3 separate regions of the Mus musculus genome follow, and regions 2 and 3 are each linked to region 1. A link is a contact called in public promoter capture Hi-C data. All regions are on one chromosome and are shown on one strand. The core of a region is the stretch at or near the end of the contact, and the rest is flanking DNA. Distances in the headings are between cores, read along the strand shown. Region 1 holds the start of Rbm38 (RNA binding motif protein 38). Region 2 holds the start of Npepl1 (aminopeptidase-like 1). Region 3 holds the start of Stx16 (syntaxin 16).

The links. Promoter capture Hi-C pulls out the DNA fragments that hold promoters and counts their contacts. Capture Hi-C pulls out chosen DNA fragments and counts their contacts.
Region 2: a contact with region 1 is called in a promoter capture Hi-C map of liver, with 4 times the contacts expected there. The contact joins the promoter of Npepl1 here to the promoter of Rbm38 in region 1. A contact is called at or near these places in 3 of 39 promoter capture datasets (the C10 cell line and liver), 1 of 484 Hi-C or Micro-C datasets (the G1E-ER4 cell line), 2 of 115 datasets of contacts at active chromatin or transcription factors (astrocytes and pancreatic cancer cells) and 2 of 9 other capture datasets (adipose tissue and liver).
Region 3: a contact with region 1 is called in a promoter capture Hi-C map of liver, with 5 times the contacts expected there. The contact joins the promoter of Stx16 here to the promoter of Rbm38 in region 1. A contact is called at or near these places in 8 of 39 promoter capture datasets (the 3T3-L1 cell line, the C10 cell line, the HPC-7 cell line and 3 more), 1 of 484 Hi-C or Micro-C datasets (the G1E-ER4 cell line) and 1 of 115 datasets of contacts at active chromatin or transcription factors (astrocytes).

The regions. Positions count from the first base shown.
Region 1 is chr2:173,020,532-173,023,440 of GRCm38.p6, forward strand. Rbm38 (RNA binding motif protein 38) reads left to right here and starts at 1,371. Exons shown (of 4, transcript NM_019547.2): 1 at 1,371-1,739; 2 at 2,261-2,384; 3 at 2,796-2,850. The coding sequence starts at 1,509.
Region 2 is chr2:174,108,862-174,111,770 of GRCm38.p6, forward strand. It overlaps Npepl1 (aminopeptidase-like 1), which reads left to right and starts at 1,490. Exons shown (of 12, transcript NM_213733.2): 1 at 1,490-1,711; 2 at 2,216-2,401; 3 at 2,753-2,909. The coding sequence starts at 1,562.
Region 3 is chr2:174,075,644-174,078,552 of GRCm38.p6, forward strand. Stx16 (syntaxin 16) reads left to right here and starts at 1,408. Exons shown (of 9, transcript NM_172675.4): 1 at 1,408-1,546. The coding sequence starts at 1,415.

The DNA of each region.
Region 1 (2,909 bases), core at 121-2,620:
TTACAGCAAAGGAAACTTGAAGCGAGGAAGGTAAAGCCAAGAGAGTGAGGCGCTGGGCAGGGGTATCCCCAGCAGGCTCGGAGTTCTGCTCTGTGTGAAGGGGACTAGACTGACTGGGGCTGAACCTGCCCAGAGGCTGCCTGCCTTACTGTCCGCCTTGACCAGTGGGGCCAGGCCAGTTTTAGCCCCACTAAAAGCTGTAGGTCTTCAGGTCCCAGTGTGATAACCAGGAATGGGGACATGAGGGACGCAGGATCAGGGCTGCTTCCTGGCCCGGAGGCTAAAGCATCGTGCCTGCTTCTGTGCTGAAATTCCCATTTTCTTCTTTCTATTTTATGGTTTCCCATCATACAGGCTAGCTTCTGACTTTCTGTGTAGCAGGGTATGGACCCGGAACCCTCCCACCCTCCCAACTCCTCAGTATTAGGATCACCGGTGTATTCCACTCGGCTGTTTGAAATTTCTGTCTCTAACAAGGGCCCCACGTTTGCATTTGCGCTGGTGGGGAAGAGTTCTGCAGACTGGCATCATGGTCCCAGCCTTGGCCCACGTTCTACACAGGCCATGTCATGCCTTCTGCTTGTTCTCCTGCTAAGGGTGACCCCACAGGCGGTCCCATGTCAGTGACATGGGAGCCCAGCCGCCTTTGTTCTTCCTCACAGTAGAAAGTAGAAAGTAGAAAGCTCTTAGCTTTCTACAAGACTGTAAAAGGTGTATTCACTATCGATTAGCCCTCATTTTCACAGACTACCTAGTGTCCCGGGGTATGCCATTGTTGAAGTCCCAGCAGAGAATCCCTGACACCACAGGACCGCCAAAGTACGTGTGATGTATTATGGTGTGCGTGTGAATTATTTTTATAAACATGGCAAATTCACTTTGCCCTTTATTTTTATTTTTTATTTTTTGGAGACAGGGTATGATTTAGTCCAGCTGGCCTCAAACTTAGTATATAGCCAAGGGTGGCCTTGAACTGACTCTCTTTCTTGAGTGTTGGGTTTACAGGTGTGTGTCACCAGCCAGGTTTTTGTGATGGGGAGATCAAACCACAAGGGTTCGCGAATGAGTAGCTGAGGCACTCCTTCGGACCTTTTTTTTTTTTTTTTTCGGACCTTTTAACAAGTACGTTTGCACCCCTAGTCGCTCGGGTGTAAACCACTGAATCAAGCAACGCTTGGAATATACCGGACCGTGCGCCCCGCGAGACAGACAAGCTGATACCGGCGAGCACCTAGGGGCTAAGTCACCTCATTCGCCGGACCCGCGTCCTGGCACGCGGGACGTACTTAGAACTACAATTCCCGGCGGCCCCCGCTTCCAAAGGCGTGTCTTAAACGAGAGGGGCGTGACCGCGGGGCGTGGCCGGCTACAAAGGCGGCCGGCAGCTCGCAGGGCGCGGAGTAGACGCTTCGCGGCGGACGGAGAAGCGGCGCGGGACAGCGTGGGGAACTCGGATTCGGCCTGGGACACCCCCGCATGCGCCGGCCGGCTCGGTAGCGGCGGCCCCGATGCTGCTGCAGCCCGCGTGCTCCCCGAGTGTGTTTCCGCGGCCGTCCGCCGCCCCCAGCGCCATGCACGGCTCACAGAAGGACACCACGTTCACCAAGATCTTCGTGGGCGGCCTGCCCTACCACACCACCGACGCATCGCTCAGAAAGTACTTCGAGGGCTTCGGAGACATCGAGGAGGCCGTGGTCATCACCGACCGCCAGACCGGCAAGTCCCGCGGCTACGGCTTCGTGAGTGCCCGCGGCGCGCGCACCTGCCGCCGCCCCTCCCCCACCGCCTCCCAGACCCGCCGCGCGCAGCCGGGACTCCGGGGCTTCCCGGGGCCGTCGGCCCTTCCCCCACACTTTCCAGCTGCCCCAAAGAAGCGTAAGCTGTTAGCGCCAGCGACTTGAAGACGGTTTCCCACTTCCTTCCACTCTAGTGTCCCCAAACTAATTCTCTGAGAAAGTTAACGGTACTTACTGATGGCCTGGACAGCGGGGGGGTGGGGAGGACTCCCCTTGAGGTTCCCTTTACTCCACTTCCTAGGGGATTGTCGCTGTCCTTGAAGGCACTCCGCACTTGAACTTTGGGGAAGGAGCTGCAGCCCTGGAGGCAGAGAAGACAGTGCCCCAAGGGTCCTAAATACCAGATACTCTTCTGGGAGGAAAGACCCAGAGATGGCCCGATGCCCGGGCAAAACCCCCTTCCCTTCTCTGCCTTGTTTTCCTCAGCCAGCCACCAAAGCCCCTGACCCTCTGTGTTCCTGCAGGTGACCATGGCAGATCGGGCAGCGGCTGATAGGGCTTGCAAAGACCCTAACCCTATCATCGATGGTCGCAAGGCCAATGTGAACCTGGCCTACCTGGGTGCCAAGCCTAGGAGCTTACAGACGGGTAAGAGCTTTGAGTTTTCTTTCCAGCCCTCCTTGTTTCTATATTCAGCTTTGGTATCTGTCTGATGGAAAAACGCTGCCCCCGCTCCCCCTTTGTCCCCGAGTGGCAGCCAGCAATCATGTGCCTGCAGAGGCAGCCCAGGGCAACCACCCCTGGCTTGGGAGCTTGCTCCTCTTTCTCGGCAGTTTATGGTCCCAGGGATAATGATTTTTTTTTTCCAAAGTCTCCTACTCTTGGGGAGGGAAGAAGTCAGATGCCGACCAGGCAGGGGATCATCCCGAAAAGCTGGTACAGCCTGTGGACTTAATGTGCTTTGACCAGGAGAGTGGCGCGTGTTATTTGCCCTCCCTGTGTGTGGCCCTGGGACCTTACCCATGCAGTGTGCTGTTCCTAACTGCTCTCTTGTTTTAGGCTTTGCTGTTGGTGTGCAGCAACTACACCCCACCTTGATCCAGCGCACCTACGGGTGAGTGGCTGTAGCTGGCTGTGGGTGGGAAGGAAGGCCTTGAGGTGGGACAGCTGTGG
Region 2 (2,909 bases), core at 240-2,739, 1.1 Mb after region 1:
TGCCCCACCTCCCAGCGTCATTCCTTCAGATGACATCTTGCTGTGGACTGGCCTGGGGACTGGGGACATAGTACTTCTCCCACAGGGATCAGCTTAAGCCTGCCACCCTCTAGGAAAATTGCAAGTTGTCTCGGCCCCTCCTGAGTGCCTTGTGCCTCACACTGTATTTGCAAACACCAGAGAATCGGGATAGAACACTTAGTACCCTTTACAAAATGTGTGAAAACATGCAGTTGCTGTAAAAACTCTTTTTCGAGAAAATAAGATCCAATTAGTGTTGACTTCTGCGTCAGGAAAGCCAGAGTTTCAAAGGAATCCCCTCTGCTCATTCAGCTACTGCCGTCTTCAGGGCTGGCCTGCTCTGGGCTGTTTGATGGAACCTCCAAAGCTGAAGAAATCCATACCATAGATGGCTTGTAGGTGGGGACATAAGGTGGGTGGTGCCTGCAGGGTCAGTGGAATGGAGAGCTATGTGATGAAACTGGCTTTGGTAGGGTTTTTTTTTTTTTTTTAATGTTTTATTTAATTCATTCTCTCTCTCTCTCTCTCTCTCTCTCTCTCTCTCTCTCTCTCTCTCTCTCTCTGTGTGTGTGTGTGTGTGTGTGTGTTTAAGTCGGTGTGAGTGGGTACCTCTTAGTCAACCTCTTAGTCAATGGACACATTTTGGATACTGGTTTGCACCTTCCAGATACGGGACTAGAACTCTGGTCCTCAGGCGCTGCAATAAGTGTCTTTTCTCGCTCAGCCATCTTGTTTTGCTAGTTTTAAAGGCTGATAACAGAGAAGAAATGTAGATTAAAAGTGACATATAAGACTGGAGGTCACAGCCGGGCGTGGTGGCGCACCCCTTTAATCCCACTTGGGAGGCAGAGGCAGGAGAATTTCTAAGTTTGAGGCCAGCCTGGTCTACAGAGTGAGTTCCAGGACAGCCAGGGCTACACAGAGAAACCCTGTCTTGAAAAAAAAAAAAGGAAGAAGACTGGAGGTCACTGAGCTCTAGCCCCAGGCCTGGAGTTGTCAAAACCTGGGCAGTGTAGGGTAGCAGCTGACTCCTTTCAAATGACTTCCTATAAGCTCCCAACACTGCTGTCTTTTCCTCTCCAACACAGGTGACAAAGTGCAGAGGCAGCTTGCGCCCACTGCTGAATGGTGACCTTTCTGGCGAGCGTTAGGCCGAGGAGGCGGCCTACGCGGAATAAAGGGGGGATCCGAGTGCCTAATTGTCAGGCCACTGCAGTAGCCACGGCTGTCCCTGGCAAGTGAGGCTTCCTCGAGTCCAGGAACCTACTGCCAGCCGGGCCAGGGCAGTAGCCAGAGCTGGAGCGCTTCCAGGGGCTCGCGCGCCACTTGCCCCCCAACGGAGGCCCGGAAGGCGCAGTACGGCCCGCGCCCCGCCTCCGCCGGCGCCCCCTCGCGCCCCGGGTGGGCCCTGCAGGGCGGCGCGGCCCGGAGGCGGCGGGGAAGGCGGGGCGCCGAGGCCGGGCGGGCCGGGGCGGCGCCGAGCCGGGCCGGAGCAGGGCGCAGGGTGCTGGGCGGCCCGGCCGGGGTCGTGGGGGGGAAGATGGCGAGCGTGGGGCTGCAGTTCCAGGCCAGCGCCGGGGACGCGGACCCCCAGAGCCGGCCCCTGCTGCTGTTGGGCCAGCTGCAACACCTGCACCGCGTGCCCTGGAGCCACGTCCGCGGGAAGCTGCAGCCCCGGGTCACCGAGGAGGTGAGCGGGCCGCGGCCGCCATGCGCCTGCCAAGCCCAGGCCCTGGGCCACGGGCCCCGCCTCGCCCGCGCGCCCCGCCGGGCCCAGGGCGCAGGCCCGCGACAGGCCTAGCCGTCTGTCCCCAAGGCCCTGGCTGCAGCGAGGCCCGGCCTGTGTCGCCGGCCTGCCCGGGCCGAGCCACCTGCTTCCGCGCCTCTGGGCCGGGCCCTGCAGAAGGCCCAGTGGCGGCTTTCCGCGTGGCCTCTGGCCTCGAGACCCGCTTCCATGGCCACTAGCCAGGGCCCAGGAGCCGGGCCTCCAAGTGTTTGAAGCAGAGGGTCCCCAGACAGGCCTTGCCAGCGCGAGGCGCAGTCCCACGAGGGTGGTAGGGTACCAGAGAGCCACACATGCCTGGTGGCAGCGGCTAGGGTGCCTTAGACAAGCAGGCGTGGCCCGCAGGGCGCATCTAGCCACACAGCACACGTGTTGAAGCCCGGTCCGTCTCATATCTCCTTTCTAATCCAGCTCTGGCAGGCAGCTCTGGCCACGCTCAACCCCAACCCCACAGACAGCTGTCCTCTCTACCTGAACTGCGCCACAGTGGCAGCTCTGCCTTCTAGGGTGAGCCGGCATAACAGCCCGTCCGCAGCCCACTTCATCACCAGGCTCGTGAGAACCTGCCTGCCTCCTGGAACCCACCGGTGTATCCTGGTGAGTGCTGGGCCGGTGAGTGTACCCCAGCCCGTGGCCCACCTCAAGCACAGCAGGCTGGCCCGTGTGATCTCCCATTCTAACCCTTCAACCACCGAGTGATTTACACCGGATCGGTTTGCGTGACAAATCAGAGATGCCAGCCTAGATTTATTGAGGCCTGGGCTTATGTCTGTGCCCTGCTCATCTGTCTGGGAAAGAGTGGACAACATCTGGTGGCAGACATTTTTCTCACGCAGCCTCAGGTTACTGGGGGGGCACAGCCGTCTGGGTTTGTAGAGCTGCTATTGGGAGAGTCCTGGTGGTGTCCCTTTGTGGCTTCAGCCCCACCTTGCTTCTCTCTCACTACAGATGGTCTGCGAACAGACTGAGGTTTTTGCCTCTGCCTGTGCCTTGGCACGGGCCTTCCCACTCTTCACACACCGCTCAGGGGCATCCCGGCGCGCAGAGAAGAGGACAGTCATGGTGGAGTTCTTCCTGGTGGGACAAGACAATGGCCCAGTGGAAG
Region 3 (2,909 bases), core at 158-2,657, 1.1 Mb after region 1:
TGGGGCTGAGGGGTTGTCTCTAAGTTTAGGAACCTTTCCCACTTGGGCACAACATTGTAGTGCCCAAGTGTAGATGCCTGACCACTCTTTATTGCCCACAGTAAGGCCAGCAAGGCCTAGCGCCCAAGCTTTTTTTATTATTATTTTTTTCTTTTTTCCCTGGCCTGGTTGTTTTTCGGATACTTTTTTTTTTCTCACAGTTTAAAGAAAAAAAATAAAAAAATAAAAAGGTAAGGCCATCTCAGCAGCGCCAGGCGCCTGCAGTGGAGCGTGCCTGGCCTGCAGAGGCAGACTTCTTCCACTTTTCCTCCGCCCCCGCGCAGGACTAGGCTCTGCAAGAGCCACGTTTCCACATTTCTGCCTGCCTGACAATCCTACTAGAAGTTTACAATTGCCTGGACCCCAGTGGTGGTCTTCGGCTCCAGGGCCAAGGTTTTGAAGCCGTTTTTTGGGGCCAGGACGCCTGCCCCAGAGTCTGTACACTCTTAGGAAAAGGGGAAGAAGGCGCCCCGGGAACTGTCCCAGAGAGGGCGGAGCACTCCCATCCCGGGGCAGGGCAATAAGGGAGCTCCCGCTCCCGGAACGTTGCAAGCAATCTCATGAATGTCGCAGGGGGGCACCCGCGAGGAACGGACAGGAAGAGGGCCGGGGGAATGCTAGAGCCCGGGACCACTGCACGGAAGCGGCCTTGGGCAGGGTTGCAGCCTGATCCCGGGATGGAGGGTGCCGGTGAAGAGGAGTGAGGAGGCTGGGGGAGGCAGGCCGTGAGGTCCTCGTGGAGGCCCGCAGCCTCCTGGCAGTGGAGAAGCAGGCCGCACAGGAAAGAGAGGGGTCAGGTCGGGCTGAGCCTCAGTAGGCTCAGGCGACTATATGGGAGCTGTAGACGCTCCTTTGTCGTTGTGGGCTCGGCCTGTTTGGAGCAGGCCTTTTGTGAGGAGAGTTAACCCAAACTCGGAGTTAGAGCCACATGCCGGGCACGCAGGCGCTCTGAGTTAGGGTTAGGGCGCCAGCACCTTTGGGGAGGTCTTAGGAAGTGAGTGGGTAGGGGTCTCTCCCATCCCCGAGCCGGATTGGCGCGTCAGGCGCTTGTGGATCCGAGCTGGGATTGGGGAGGGGTCTCCAGGACGTTTGATTTCGACGCTAGGATTGGGGGGATTCGAGTGCTTTGAGATCCGAGCCAGCCTTGGGGTAGGGGGAGTCAGGCAGTTGGAAAAGGCGAGGTGGTTATTTGGGGAGGGGTCTCCGCGCTTAGGCGGATTGCAAAATCGCGCCGTGAAAAGCCTAAGGCTTTGTCAAGAGAGATTTCTGTGCAAGAGTGGAATCAGCTAGGCCAGACCAAGAGAGAAAGTGAACAAATCAGGACTACAAGGGGGGGTGGGAGACCCTGAGAGGGGGGGTCACAAAGGGGGAGACAATGGCCACCAGGCGTTTAACCGACGCTTTCTTGTTGTTGCGGAATAATTCCATCCAAACCCGGCAGCTGTTAGCCGAGCAAGTGAGTAGTCACACCACCTCCAGCCCTCTGCATTCACGTAGCATTGCTGCGGTGAGTCTTCCTGGCGGCCTCTCCAGACACACACACCGTGTGCACTGCGGCTCTGCCTGTCTGTCTGTCTCTTGTCTGTCTCTCTGTCTAAAAAGAAAAAAAAAAAAGAAAAAAAGAACAACAACAATAACAAGGCGACGACGACTAGGAGTGTGATACAGAAGGAAGTGGAGCACGGCCATGGCTTATGGGGCACTTGCAACCCCCAATGGGGACCACAGTATCAACCCCTGCCCTGCCTTCTCACTTCCTGGGCCTCCTGGTCCTCCTCCCCCACCATCCGTCGGGCAGCCTCGATTTACATATGTTTTAACACGAGGACTTGGAACCTAGGCCTTTCTCCAACCTTCTTTTTGTTTTGTTCTGTTCTGTTTGGCACTCCCCCCCCCCCCCCCTGCAATGGCCTCACTTTGGTTCTGTGGGCCAGGTGGGTGGTTAGCTGACTCAAATCCTTGCAGACCCCCCCCCCCCAGGAAGGAGTGTGTGTGTGTGTGTGTGTGTGTGTGTGTGTGTGTGTGGTCTGCTCAGCTCAGCTCATTTTCTTTCCCACTATTTTTCTTCCAATGGCCCTAGTTCTCGGTGTGGCCATGTACACTAGGAGTAATTGCTTTGCTGCCCCCCCCCCCCGCCCTCCCCCCTCCGAGGACTCATGTTGGTGAGATTGCAAGGTGCTAGGCGCTTCATTTTCCATTTCCCACACAGGAAATTAAGCTTCTCCATTCGAACTTTTTTTTAAAAAAACAAAACAAAACAAAAAAAGGAACCAACATGATGCGGATGTGAAAATTAATCCCCCAAAATAGCACATGGCTTTTGATTTTATTGACCAGAACTTCACTTCGCCTAGCAGTGTAGGGTTTTGTTATTGTTGTTGTTCTTTTTCAAAGCAATGTTCCAGTATGATTGCTGTATTTGGTTTGTTTTTGATGGAGGCTTTGGCTTCCAGAGCCTCAGTTTCCTGCTCTCTCAGATAGGGGGCGGGTCTGAATGGTGCAGCCAGATGAATATTGTTAGCTTTGTAATAATACCTTTAATTGAAAAGGGAAGGTTTGAATGGAAGCAGCCTTGAAACATGGGGGAATGCACGGTCACCCCACGACCTTAGGGGCTGCATTTGAAACATAGTTCGTGAAACGCTGCAGCTTTCCCGCCTTTTAAACAGTTGCCTTTTAATTTTTTCCTTTTATCATTTATGGAAGTGCTAATGAAAAACTAAGCTGTGTATCGTGATTGTCACTGTCTTGCCAGGACAGTTGTCCCTGTTTAGGTCACGGTGGAAAATATGTTTGACCATATTATTCACAGAAAAGGGATTTTTTATTCTGTGCAAGCAGTTTTAAGGATAAAAGGATGCAGGATGTTA